2 separate regions of the Oryctolagus cuniculus genome follow, and region 1 is linked to region 2. A link is a contact called in public Hi-C data. All regions are on one chromosome and are shown on one strand. The core of a region is the stretch at or near the end of the contact, and the rest is flanking DNA. Distances in the headings are between cores, read along the strand shown. Region 1 has its middle 22 kb from the start of SPMIP3. Region 2 overlaps SDCCAG8 (SHH signaling and ciliogenesis regulator SDCCAG8).

Region 1 (6,669 bases), core at 3,545-6,044, 750 kb before region 2:
CCTTAACTAAGGCATGTTTTTCTCAGCTAAAAATTTTGGCACAAGCAGTTAATTCTCACACTTAGAAGAGATTATAGCATAACAGGAGAATTACTAGGTCTGACAATATGAATGCTAGGCATTAAAAGGAGGTTAAACCCAAGAATACAATTAATAGCACAATTAGCTACTTGTTAATATTGCCAGGCTCCAGAATTCCCATTTTGTTTGTTTATGGGGGCAGAGAAAGGGAAGAAAAAAAGATAGATCTCCCTTCTGTTAATTCACCTCCCCAAAGACCTGTAAGAGGCAGGCTGAAGCCAGAAGCTGGGAACTCAATCTGGGTCTCCCACATGGTGGCTGTCACCTGTTGCTTCCCAGGGTGTATGTTAGCAGGAAGCTGGATTTGAGAGCAGCTGGGACTTGAACCCAGGCACTCTGATATGGGCTTCAGGCATCCCAGCAGGCATCTTCACCACTAGGACAAACACCTGTCCCAAGCATCCCCATTTTAGTGAGAACAGCTGACTTAGCCATAAGGGCTAGGACTGGAGTCGCATTTGACTTTAGCAACCTGAGGTGATTCATTAGAAAGAGGTTTATGTATGATCTGAAAAATGCAGACTCTGATAAGAGTCTGGTCTCGGCCTAAACCACACCCCGACTCCCTAATCTCCCATTCCTGTCTCAAACTTCCCTGAGAACTGATAGAGAAGATAAAGTATTTTTACTACTGGGTTGTATTAATATGATTGTTTTGAATAATTCTAAAAGACTGCTCTAGAAATAACTTTATTAATCCAATAAGTCAATTCACTGGTTTGTGTTTAAAGCTAGCACTGCCCCACCCCCAATGTTTTACTGTCAGATTTTCCAGTCTTACAAGTAAACCTTGGTCTGTCACTGTTGAATATGTGGATGTGAAGGCCTCCAGACTCTCAACACGTGGAGACACCCTCAGCCCTGGCCCCAGGCCTTCCACAGTCTCCTGGACGCATAGCTGGCACTCAAAGCAGGGGTGTGAATTGCCAAGGCCTATCTTTTCCCTCCCATCACAAAAGGCTCCTAACTTTGTCAGCAGCCCTGTGCCGGTAATCACCTTAACCCTCGCTTCAGCTGTGAAATGTTGGCCACTATTCTTCTGACTCCCACGCTCACCTGACTCACATAAAGAGTTTATAAAGCATATGGAAACGCTTTAAAGAAAATCCTCACCTTCTCGCACCTTCCTGGGGAACAGCCTGACTGCTAACCCTCTCCTAGTGACAGAAAAAGGAAGAACCTCTTGTTTTCAGAGGTGGCCTGAGAAGGACAAAGCCTCAGGTCCTCAAGCACAGATTGGCAGCTTGCTAAGAGTTGTGGGAGGAGGGACAAGCACTTCTCTGATTTTGTAGTCCTGGTATGTCACCCTTTGGCGGCTGAGAAAGCTATGTACTCTGTAGGGCCAAGGGATGGCCTTTCACTTCCACCCCCAGGCCTGCCAGAGACACTCCTGGAGACAGTTTACGTCTGTCTTCCTTATCCCTCTCTGGCTAAAATACACGGGGCTGCGGGTGACTCATTGCAGATCCTAATGGAGGCTTCCAGAGGAACAGTCTATGTGAGCCAAACTTGGAAACAGAAGGTGAATGTGGAGGTACCGGGGCCCAGCCTAGAGGAAGACAGCTTAGACATCTGAGTCATAAGTCCTCAGCATTCACCCAAGGATTTGTTGTCCCTTTGGCTGGGATGCCATTGTCTCATGGCCGAATGATTGTTCCTGCAGCCAGCTGTACCTCATCATCTGGGAGAGAGACCAATTAGCAGACTTGGTGTCGGCAGGTCCACTGGCCCAAGCAGAACTGAAATTCAGCAAGAGGTGAGGACTGTGAAATTTGGGTTTAAACACCAAGTCCCAAGCTTGGCACCAGGCATTCTTGGCTTCCTCCTAACAGCTGCACAGAAGCAGTGGCCAAAGCCATCTTGTGTCTGATGAGTCATCTTGCGTCAGCCCTGTGTGGCACAGACGTCCCGTGTGGCCTCCTTTAGCGGCTGGTCTGGCTTAGGCTTTTTCCAAAAGACAAGGGAGCTGAACACCTAAGCCCCCAAACACGTGGACGCTTTGAAATTCCATGTAAGTGAACTTCTTTAACCTCACAGACGGTTGCTGTTATCCGTTTGAGAGTCCTATGAAAAAAGATGAAGAAACGGACCTTACTGGGAGTAGTGCAAGCTGAGCGTATTTGGCAATATGTACATTTAGGAAAGCACGTGACGGGGAGAAGCCCTCTCTTTTCTTATTCTAAGGCCAGAGATCTGTACTGTAGCAGATTAGACACCAAAACAGGATTCTATTTCTTCTTCTCTTCCTTCTCTTTTTAAAAATGATTTATTTCAAAGATAGAATGAGAGGCAAGAGCCGGCACCGTGGCTCGCTAGGCTAATCCTCCACCTGCGGTGCCGGCACACCGGGTTCTAGTCCCGGTTGGGGTGCCGGATTCTGTCCTGGTTGCCCCTCTTCCAGTCCAGCTCTCTGCTGTGGCTGGGGAGTGCAGTGGAGGATGGTCCAGGTGCTTTGGCCCTGCACCCACATGGGAGACCAGGAGGAAGCACCTGGCTTGTGGCTTCGGATTGGCACGGTGCGCTGGTGGTAGCAGCCACTTAGGGGGTGAACCAACGGAAAAAGGAAGACCTTTCTCTCTGTCTGTCTCTCTCTCCCTCTCTCTCTCTCTCTAACTCTGCCTGTCAAAAAAAAAAAAAAAAAAAAAAGAATGAGAGGTGCGCGAGAGAGAATGAAAATGAATCAGAGAGATACCTTCCATCCACTGGTTCATTCCCAAATGGCCACAACAGCTTGGGCTGGTCCCAAGCCTGGAGCCAGGAGCTTGACCCAGGTCTCCCAGGAACCCAACTATTTGGATCATCATCTACTGTTTCCTAGGTGCATTAGTAGAGAGCTGTATTGGAAGTGGAGTAGCCAGGACTTGAACCGATGCTCCAATATGGATGCAGGCATCCTAAGTGCTGGCTTAACCCACTGTGCCTCAATGCCTGCCTCAGTAGGTTTGTGTTCCTGAAGTTTTACCGAGTGTGATTACAGATTCCACTCGTCTATGCATGTTTAACATGTTTCTGTGAACATGCTTATCACCTCCATGAGTCTCTTTCTATTCACATTATCTCATTCAACTTCTTAAAACCCTGAGAGTCAAACATTTATTATGATTTCCATTTTACAGATAAGAAAACAGGTTCATAGAACTAAAATGATAACGGGCAGAGGTGTGGTGCAGTGGCTAAGTTGCTTCTTGCGACAACCACCTTCCATTTCAGGGTGGCTAGTTCAAGTCCTGGCTCTGCCACTTCTTATCTAGCCTCTGTTAATGTGCACCGGGGGAGCAACAGGTGATGGATCAGGTGTTTGGGTCCCTGACACCCATGTAAAAACCTAGACTGAGTTCCAGGCTCCTGGAATTGGCATATTCAGCCCTGGTTGTTGTGGGCATTTGGGGAGTACATCAATGGATGGAAGATCTTGCTCTATCTCCCTCTATGTCTCACTGCCTTTTTTTTTTTTTTTTTTTTTTTGGACAGGCAAAGTGCACAGTGAGAGAGAGAGACAGAGAGAAAGGTCTTACTTTGCCATTGGTTCACCCTCCAATGGCCACTGCGGAGGCGTGCTGCGGCCAGTGCACCGCGCTGATCCGATGGCAGGAGCCAGGTCTTCTCCTGGTCTCCCATTGGGTGCAGGGCCCAAGCACTTGGGCCATCCTCCACTGCACTCCCTGGCCACAGCAGAGAGCTGGCCTGGAAGAGGGGCAACCGGGACAGATTCCGGCGCCCTGACTGGAACTAGAACCTGGTGTGCCGGCGCTGCAAGGTGGAGGATTAGCCTGTTGAGCCGCGGCGCCGGCCTCTCACTGCCTTTTAATAAAAACAAATACATACATATACACACACACGTAAATGAAATGACTTGCTCAAGCATGCTGCCACAAGTAGCTGTTTAGTGCTTGAATATAAAGCTAAAATTCTAGAGGCCTGTGCTGTAGCATAGTGGGCTAAGCCTCTGCCTGCAGGGCTGGCATCTCATATAGGTGCTGGTTCTAGTCCTGGCTGCTCCTCTTCCGATCCAGCTCTCTGCTTATGGCCTGGGAAAGCAGTGGAAGATGGCCCAAGTGCTTGGGTCCCTGCACCCATGTGGGAGACCTGGAAGAACTTCCTGGCTCCTAGCTTTGGGTCAGCCCAGCTGCAGCCATTGTGGTCATTTGAGGAATGAACTAGTGGATGGAAGACTCTTCTCTCTGTCTCTCCCTCTCTGTCTATAACTCTGCCTCTCAAAAATAAAACAAAAATCTTAAAGCTAAAATGTTAACTCCAAACATCTAAGTTTTCCCCCCAAAATGTAACATATATTCATGAGATGTCTTAAGTGAAAATCTATCTAAATTCTGTAAAAAATTCTCCAAAGACCTGACCCAGCCATATGTTATAAAACTTGAGATAAGATCTTATCTGGCCTTGAGCCACCCTAACATGGCCACAAGATGGCAGAGTAACCTTGACAATTGAGAAACTGGCTTTATTCCTTACACCAGTAGAGGGCTGTAGTTCCTTCTTAGAAAAAGTGAAAAATGAAAAAAGAAAAGAAAAACAAAACAAAAACCCTCAGTGAAATAGGATGGTGGGAGGTTTGTTTTCCTTCTTTCTCTTTCTTTTTAACATTAGGCAGTGGGAGTTCAAACAAACAAGTCTCCATTTTCACCTCTGTGTTTGCTTTTGGAGGCACGAGGTCAGGATTTGGGCCAGCCGCCTAGCCTACATTATTCATCTGTCCAGCTCCAGCCCTGGAACAAATGTGAAGAAATGAAGTAGCTTCAGTCGAGGGAAAACAGTGTTGTTATTGTGGCTGGTGACAGTTCTATTTGCCAACAAACATAAAAACATACTTTGGAACCCGAATGCGCTTGTCAGAGGGAACTTTTGTTCCATGTTGGGGCTGGGACATTTCCAGATAGAAATCGGGCTGGCATCTGAGCTTCAGGAGGCTGGGAGAGAGCTGTGCACAGCAGCCACTGACCCGAAAGGCCAGGCCATCAGCTGCAGTTTGCATTTCATCTGGGTGTTTGACCGCAGTCCATGCGGCTCCTGGTTGCCAACTGGGGTCACTGCCCTGAATGGGTATCATGGGGGCGCGGGGAGTGTAGGGTTTGCAGTCCAGGATGATGGGCTCGCCACAAAAGGGGATAAACAAGTTTTGGATGCTGAGCTTTTGGAAGGCGGTCCTCACTTTGGGGCTTTGGGGTAGCAAAAGCTGTCCTGATCCACAGCATTTATTTGCTGTCAGATCTCAATTATCCTAAGATTGCTGGCAGCACCTTCAGGATCTCTTTGCTACATGGATTAATTACTCTAGGGATAAAGCCATTTTTACCGTATCTGCTGGTACGAGTTTAGGGGACGTGAATTCATGTTAATGCCACTCTAAGAAAGCCTAATTCCAAGGACCAATCTGCTTATGCCTGTTACTGTTAGAAAATTCAAGTTGAAGGTCCCTTCCACAGCTGTCTGGGGCCTGCCACCTCCCTCGCAGATGGCAGAAAGTCATTGGATGGACTGTACTCTGTTATAGTAGTCTCTCTATTTGCAAAGAGAGACTGTCTTAGATTGCTAGCATGGTGAATATCACTGAAACACAGTGGAACGGAAACCACTCTGTGTGTCTTAACTCCTGGCTTGTCTCACAGCGTCACCAGCCATGCTGCGGATGCTTTCACTGGGCATTTCAGTGGCAGCTGAGGGCTATAGCCTGAACGGCAGCAGTGGAGAGGATCAGGTCCACACGGCTGTGTCTCAGATGGCCCACGCGCCCTCGGAAGTAGGGCTGTTCAGTGACCGGGTAAGCTCTTGTTTTACAAAGTTACAGCTCCCAGGAAGGGAGTGCCCTCAGCACACATCTAATTGGTGGCAGAGGAGGAAGGAGAGCACAGCTGTCTCCCAGGTTAGTGTCACTTCTATTTCGCCACACATTTGAAAAACCCTCTTTATTTTTCTTTAAAGCCTCATTTTAGTCCACAGTTGTCTTCAGCACTGTACCGTAATAAGCAAGAGGCCTCTCTTTTCCTCTCTTCAGAATCACTGGGGTTTCCGTTCCAACCCCTGAGCCTTGTTAGCCTTCGCTCATTCTAGAGCTGAAAAGTTTAACTCCCAGCATTCAGCCTCAGCTTTGCGGCACGTGTGACCCAGGAAAGTATTACAAGAGGCTGGGGCTGTCGAACTTCTCCTGGAGAGGAATCTCGAAGTGTTCCCGGACGAGGACAGGCTGTCTGTGGGTAAGCCCAGCACACTCGTTCTGTGTCCGTGTCCGCTACGTGTTCCTGGAGCTAAGTAAGTACTTGAAGACAGTTCACCACTGTCTCGGATCAACCCGACCACCACACTGTTACAGGTACAGGGTCGCCCCTTTGATCTGCATGACGTCAGGAGAGACCCTGGGACTTTCCTGCGTTGGGTGGGGCTTCCGGCAATGGCCTTCTCACCAAGGAAAGTCACGCCACTTAGGGTCTTGGGGTCCCGTTCTTTCTGGAGCTCGGTGGCCTGCAAGGCGTTCCTCATCAACCCAGCGGTCTTCAGGCCAGTGCTCCGTCGCTTGGTTGGTGGCTGGTGTCCGGGTGACTTTGGAGAAGTCATTTCTTTCATTTTCAGTTTCCT
Region 2 (7,166 bases), core at 221-2,720:
GCTGGTTGCCACGGTAACTGAAGGCGACCAATTGAGCTGAACAGAGTGACTCAGAAATAAAATCTGCCGCCAAAGGAATTCTGCTAAGAGTAATAAATCATTTAGTAAAAGGGGGTCCTCCACACGGTGCTGAGTGTTGGGATTATATGATGGCATAACTCTTCCAGCTAGAAGGTCCATGACAGATCAGAGTGATTAGGCCTGCTGGAGGGCTCATTTTGGTTTCCAGCGGGCTCCAGCAGAAGAGCCCGATTCTGCCCAGTTACATGCCACTGTGGGGGAGAAGAAATGAACTAAGTCAATTTTTTAATATTTGGGCTGCAAATTTTTGAATTTTAACGAGTGGCAAAAGAATCAGTGAAGGCTTCCAGCAGTCCTTTCTCCTTTTGTTTTGTTTTGTTTTATCATCTCAAGCTAACACAGTGCTCGGGTAGCCCAGGGAATCACTGTGGCACTGAGGAAGATGGCAAAGAGAACACATAGGAAGACTCCTCTGGGATATGCCAGTTCAGTACCACCTCCCTGTCATCAATCAGCTTTTAGGTGTTCCAACCAGAAAGTATCTATGTGCACAAGACGTGCAGTCCTTGAGATGGATAGCAAGGGAGCCTTAGAGGAGCAGCAGCGTGCTCCAGCGACAAGACACAGTGTTCCTTGTGGAACAGAATCCTCATTTTCTCCTAAATTAAGATTTCCTGAATAAGAGGGACAGAAGGGAAAGGGAAGGCGAGACTTTCATCTGGGTCTGCTCCAGGGGACAGTAGGCAGTCCCTCCCTGCACAGGCCCCAGCTCCCAGATTTCACAAAGAACCCCTGCTCCACCTTTCATGTTAAATCACGTAGGGTTTAATTCCTAGGTGCCGGTTCCTTGGTGGTTGTTTTGGGAGAAATTAGGTTCCAGGGCAGTACAAGCAGCCGTCCTGACGGAAAGCACAGTAGGAGGAGAGGGGCCACAGGGCCTGGTGGGCTGGGGGGGCAGCTCCATGCCCACCGGCTGCAGACTCCCATTTTAAAAGATGCACGGGCAGGATTCCGACCGTCTCCCCAGCCCCTGACCCATGTGGCAGTGGGAGTACCCGTGTACTGAGTCATCCACACAGAGAATTTCCTGCTTCAGAAAAAGAGCAACTGCCAAACAGAAGGTAGAATATTTCCCCCCCTCCCGCTGCTTGCCAGTAGAATGCTTAAGTCTTAAGTTTGACGGAGTTAGGGAGCGGCTGTGCGCGCTCCGGACGAGCCCTTCCCGTATTCAGCTTTTCCGCGAGCGCACGGAGCACAGCCCTGCAGTGCCACGCCGCGTCCCGGGAACTCCCAGCCGGTATGCTACCCCAGGCTGGGCAACTGCTTCTGCAGGCTGAGCAGACAACAGGGCTCCGCGAGTGCCTCCGGCACGCCAGCACCTGCTCTCGGGCCACCTCGGAGCGCGTTCTGGGCCGGAGGCGCCCCACTCCGCGGCAGCTCCGCGCTCCAGCTCTGAGCGCCGCCGCGCGCCGGGTCTCCCCGCCCGTGCCGACCTCCCGCCGGCTCCGCCTCTGGACACTCGGCGGCCCGGGCTTGCCCGGCGTCCTGCCGTCCCCCGGGAGGGCCCCGAACCTCCTCGGGGCAGGCGCCCCGCACCTGGAGGGCGGCGAGCTCAGACGGTGGGGGGCGGGAGGCTGGGTGCGGAGCATCTGGCTCGGGAGACTCCGCGGGGGCTCAACGGGCCTCTGGACTTTGGCAGCAGGAGAGGATTAAAGAGAGATGGCAGTTGAGGGAGGGAGATGGGTGAAAGCTTCATTAACTCCACGCTCACGTCCCAATTTCTTTCCCCTGAGAAGAAATCAGGAGAAAGGTTGATTTCCTCGTGATGAGAAAGGTGCTGCGTGGTTGTATTTGCTCATCTTACTTTTTAATTCCTTATTTGTAAACAAATAAATGAAACGCTGTTTGTTGATGATCAGGAAGGACTCAAATTTTAATTAAAGAGGGAAAAATCTTGGCCTATAGGCCAAGGGAGTATTACAGCCTGTTTTGATTTCTACATTAGAGGTTATGCTTCTCATGGGACTTAGTTGAAACTAGCAAGGACTCAAACAAGGTGGGTGAAAAGGTGCTGGGTATGGCATTGCCCCCACCTCCATCCCAATAGCTACACTGAATTTTAAGATCAGTCCTAAAATGTGCTAGGGAAAACAGGACTTCGTGATGACAATACTGTCAGCCAGAACTGCTTTATGACCCAGTTCATACTTGAATTCTCTCCCTTTCTTTACAAAGTTACCATGAGTTTCACTTCTGAGCCCTACTTCCAATTCTTTGTCTCTGCTCCCTCTCCCGATTTCTCCTCCATATTTCAATTCCCAGACACTCTTGAACTTTTGCACACGCTGCCAGTTTGAGCCTGCACAGAAGAATCAGTGTATTAATTCCACTCGGAGGCAGTGCGATTTTTCTAACACAATCTGCCCAACCTGAACTCTTTCCTTCAGAAACACTTTGCCTTTAAAAAGAAACTCCCAGCATGAACCTCATAAGAAGCGACATGTAACAGACAGTGCATGTGGCGCTGGGCATGCAGCTCAGAATTAAAAGAGAATTTTTTACTTTGTTTCTTCAGTGCCATGTGCATAATGTACATGTGGACGAAACTGACATCAGACATTTAAAGCAAAAAGGGGTGGGGGAAGGAGGATGTGATGGTGGCGGGAAAGAGAGAAAATATGTTGATAAAAACAGTAACTTCTGTTAATCTACATTTTTCAGTCACTGTCTTAATTAAGAATGTTAGGAAATATGTTGCAGTTTAATTGCATTGTTTCAAGAGATTCTAAGGCTGACAAATTTGGGACCCTGTACACTTGGAAGGTAAAAGAGAGTAAAGTGGTAATTTCTTCCATGTGGTAGATAACAATCAAAATTATGCTTTCCATAGACACTCCACCCCCACACAGATCTCAGACTCAGAGGACAAAGTAGGAATACTCTAACACTTCACATGTGCAGTAAGAAATGAGCTCTTTAGAAAAGCAGTGTTTCAAATCTAGAAGAATAAAATTTTAAATACAAAGAATGCACAAAAAGGAAACAGTGCTTTATTTGAAATTTCTGAGTGACATCTTATCCTTGCAGAAAACAGTTATCAATGAAGACTAACAGTCTTTGGATGCTTTTTTTTTCAGATGACTTTAAGATAGTAAAACTTGCTTGCCTGAGCTGCAAGTGCATCCAAATGATGACAGTCTGAAGACACATTCCCATTTCTAGGTTCTGTGCCCTTTTCTCCTACTGGAGCCCAGTCAGCCATTCTGTAGCTTTCATTTCTCTTTTTGAGAAGGCTTTGCATCATTATGCAGTAAATAAATTAGAATGTATTTTCATTGCTCCAAGTCGCTTTGAGGGAAGCCATAACAGACATGGCTAGCCTCCTATTTCCTAGAGTTGAGCACAGGTAACTCATATTCATCCCAAATGCTGCATTTCCTAGTTGCTCCCATTATGGTGACCTGTGTAGTTAGAGTCATTGCCTATGAGAAAGAAGGTGTTGGTATTCAGTGCACTCTGCTCGCATAATGTGCAGCCTAAACCAGGCACTAAGCAGCCAGCCCTCACTGACCCGCACTGACCACCTAATTCAAACTTATTTGATGTCAGGTTCTCTGAACAAATCCATGAGCGGAGCCACTTCGTCTTCCATAAGCACAATTTGTGATACACTTGCTATCTTACTCCAGGAAGGTGGAGGTAAGTTTTAACCGCTAACTTTTCTAGCAGCTAAAGACGTTGCACTGCATGCACAATGAAACTACCAGAAGATAAGATCCGTCTGACTTAGAATGTAGGTGGACTGTCCACGCAGCTAGGCTAAGACAGCAAGCTCAGCAGATCTGCACTGCCTGCAAGGTCTCAGGGCATCTTCTGCTTCTGGCCTCTCAAAACAAGAATGGTCTGAGGACTTGACCATAGCTGAAATACTGCCAACGTGCTGCCAGCATCACAGTGTCTCAATTCTCAAACTTGTGTCTACATTTTGTATTAGGGAGGACAGTCCTGAGGTCTCAAATTGCTTAGTAAATGGCAGTCCAATGAGTTCACTGTAATGGAGTTACTGTATGTGTGTGTGTGTGTGTGTGTGTGTGTAAATGATACACACAAGGCCCCCAAACAGTGAGGAGACATACCTCTTATGTGTTCAACACCAAGGATCTCATAAAACTCAGCTCACTAAGAAATGAAAGGTTTTCCATCTCCTAGGGTTTCTGGAAACTCTGGTGGGAGGGACACATCCCCCCCAAATAGCTGGATAACCTCCTTTGTCAGAGGCTGAGCTTGGACCCCCTGCCGAGGGCTGAGGGAGCAGATACTGAGGAAGACATTATTAATTACCAAATTAGGGAGAGAGCATTCACCCGGACATAGAGGCGGGAGAACCCAGAGCATAATTCTAAATGGACAAGTTCTGAGTCAATCCTGCGAGTCGGAAGAACACTGAAGAAGAAAACATAACACTGGGGGAGCAAGGGGAGCAGCACCCGCCCGAGGGCCAATTGCCTCTCCAGCAGCGGCAAGGCTGTTCCTGGGCTCGCAGGACCATTTGTTCCATTACACAATCTCCTGAAGCCATTTAGAGAGAGCTCAAACAACTGCCTGTACCAACACGACACATGGCTTCCCATCCCGACTCTTTGCTAATCCAGACGCTCCAACCATCTTTCTTTAAGATGCCATATGGTTGGCAGAAGCCTGTAGATCTAGCAGCACATCTGCTTGTACGTTTCTTCTTCCCTCCATCCCCCCAACAAAAGAGGGATAGAGACAGACCGAGAGAAGGGCACGCTGTATACCTCTGCCCAGACAGATAATTTTTTTAGGTGTTTTAACAAAATAAAACCATTAAAGGGATGGCCAGGAATTATTCAAGGTTCAATCATTTTTAACTAGATAGCCAGGGTTTGTTTTTTTTTTTTCTCTTTAGCGATTTAAAACAAAATTAAAAAACAAAAAACAAAGAATGGACGGTCTCCTTTCTCCAAGGGATGATTACTTTAAAACCAGTTCAAAACTCTCTTTCTCACTCTCTTTGAGAATCCTCGGACAGCATCCTTGCCTGAGGCGATTTCTTCTTTTCGGTCAAGGAAGCCCGACAGGCTGAGAAACTAGCAGATACCCAGAGCCTGCTTTGTTAGCAAGCACCGCACGGCTGTATGCTAATGAGTCGGCACCGACACAGGGCTTTTTTGGTATGATGAGCAAAGATTGTTGACACTGTTGAAATCCTGGCTCTCCTGGCCTGTGAGCACACGGGCTGCCTCCTTGGAATCCGGCCCCCAGTGAGACAGGCTGCAAAAAAATAATACATTCTACTCTCCTGATGACTGAAATCTGGCCATTTGTAACTTAGAGCAGTTGGGGTGGGGGATTATTAAAAGACCAAAAAAAAAAAAAAAAAAAGCAACCCAAACTCTGTAAGGCCAGGGATCAAAGACACAGGTGAAAATCGGGACTTTCTTCCGAACTAAAAGCAAAACCTGGGAGACACATGTGAGTGATGAAGGCCAAGGTGCTGGCTTCAGGAGCAAAACTGTGAAGGGGGGCGGGTAGAGGAAATTAGTACAACCTCAGCCACATCAGGGCCAGCGGGGACATTTGCTCCACATCGGGGCAGACGGCACTCTGCATTTGTGACAGCTCCACTGGTGGTAATTTCGGTCACAGGTAAAAAGCCAAGTGTCTGATCTCCTTGTAAATTTTCCTGGACTTTGTATTGGTTAACCGGAAATAGTTTTTCATGTCCGTGGAAACATAATGTAGCCAGAAAGCAAATATTCCTTTGTTGCAAAAGTGGTCGGGATTTTTTTTTTAAGACAAAGAGGGAGGGGCCAGTGCTGTGGCATAGTGGGTAAAGCTGCTGCCTGCAGTGCCGGCATCCCATGAGTGCCGGTTCGAGTCCTGGCTGCTCCACTTCAGATTCAGCTCTCTGCTATGGCCTGGGAAAGCAGTGGAAGATGGCCTAAGTCCTTGGGCCCTGGCACCTATGTGGGAGACCTGGGAAAATCTCCTGGCTCCTGGCTTTCGATTGGTGCAGTTCTGGCCATTGCAGCCAACTGGGGAGTGAACCAGCAGATGGAAGACTCACTCTCTCACTCTCTCTCTCTCTCTCTCTCTCTTTCTCTTTCTCTCCACCTCCCCTTCTCCTTCTGTGTAACTATGACTTTCAAATAAAAAAAGTTTCTGGTTGCTTAAAAAAAAGACAAAGGGGTGGGAAGAGAAGTTACATGTTCGTTTTTATACATTTTATTTACTTGAAAGGCAGAATGACAGAGAGAGAAACAGATAACAGATATTCCATCCATTGGTTCACTTCCCAAATGGCTCCAACAGCCAGGGCAGGGGCAGGTGGAAGCCAGGAGCCAGAAATGTTATCCAAGTCTCCCACATCAGTGACAGAGTCCTAAGTATTTGGGCCATCTTCTGCTTTCCTAGGTGCATTAGCAGTGAGCTGAATCAGGAATGGGCATCAGGGACTTGAACTAGTGCTCATATGGGATGCCAGCATCACAGAAGTGACTTAACCCACTATGCCACATCCCTAGGCCCCTGGAAGTGCATGTTTTAAATGCTGTGCAATTATCTGTAATGTCCCTTTATTTGCCCAGAAGCTCTAAGCGACAGGTATTATTCCAATGTAATAGATAAGGAGAATGAGATTTAAAAGTTAAACACACACACACACACACACACACACACACACACACACCATTCAGCAAAGCAAGGCGTTTAGGAAGGGGCCAAACTCAGAAGCCCACATCTATCTCACTACAGTACACCAGGCACTCAGGTACATGTGTATGAGAGATATTACCTCAAGGATACGCCCAGGCCGCAGTATGCCAATCTGAGCAGATCACTGTGCGCTGGTGAGCAATAAGCTATTTATCATTAGTATGCAGACAGGGGCATCACATTGTAAATTCAGTTTCTTTTGTAATCTACAACATGAATGAAAATTCATGTAACTGACATGTAAAAACATGAGGAGTGACTTAAAAAGCATTGAAAATTGCAATTAAAAGATCAGAATGTGGCCACTCAAAAAAGTGTATGCCCTTCCCTTGATTTACCTTGAAACCTGCATACATATTTTGATGTTGTCATTGTCTAGAACACTGCTGCCATATCTTTTTCTTCTT

The links. Hi-C and Micro-C count contacts between places; a contact is called where the count stands out from the background.
Region 1: a contact with region 2 is called in a Hi-C map of embryonic fibroblasts, with 2.8 times the contacts expected there. The contact joins two enhancer-like sites. A contact is called at or near these places in 2 of 6 Hi-C or Micro-C datasets (ear pinna and embryonic fibroblasts).

Annotation. Positions count from the first base shown.
Region 1 is chr13:64,276,301-64,282,969 of mOryCun1.1, reverse strand. No RefSeq gene overlaps it. Among named protein-coding and RNA genes, the nearest start is that of SPMIP3, 22 kb to the left of the region's middle. Within about 2 kb of position 4,794, at least 1 of the 8 cell types and tissues checked has an H3K27ac peak or open chromatin away from gene starts, as enhancers often do.
Region 2 is chr13:63,524,160-63,531,325 of mOryCun1.1, reverse strand. All of the region lies in intron 15 of SDCCAG8 (SHH signaling and ciliogenesis regulator SDCCAG8), which reads right to left. Among named protein-coding and RNA genes, the nearest start is that of CEP170, 240 kb to the right of the region's middle. Within about 2 kb of position 1,470, at least 3 of the 8 cell types and tissues checked have an H3K27ac peak or open chromatin away from gene starts, as enhancers often do.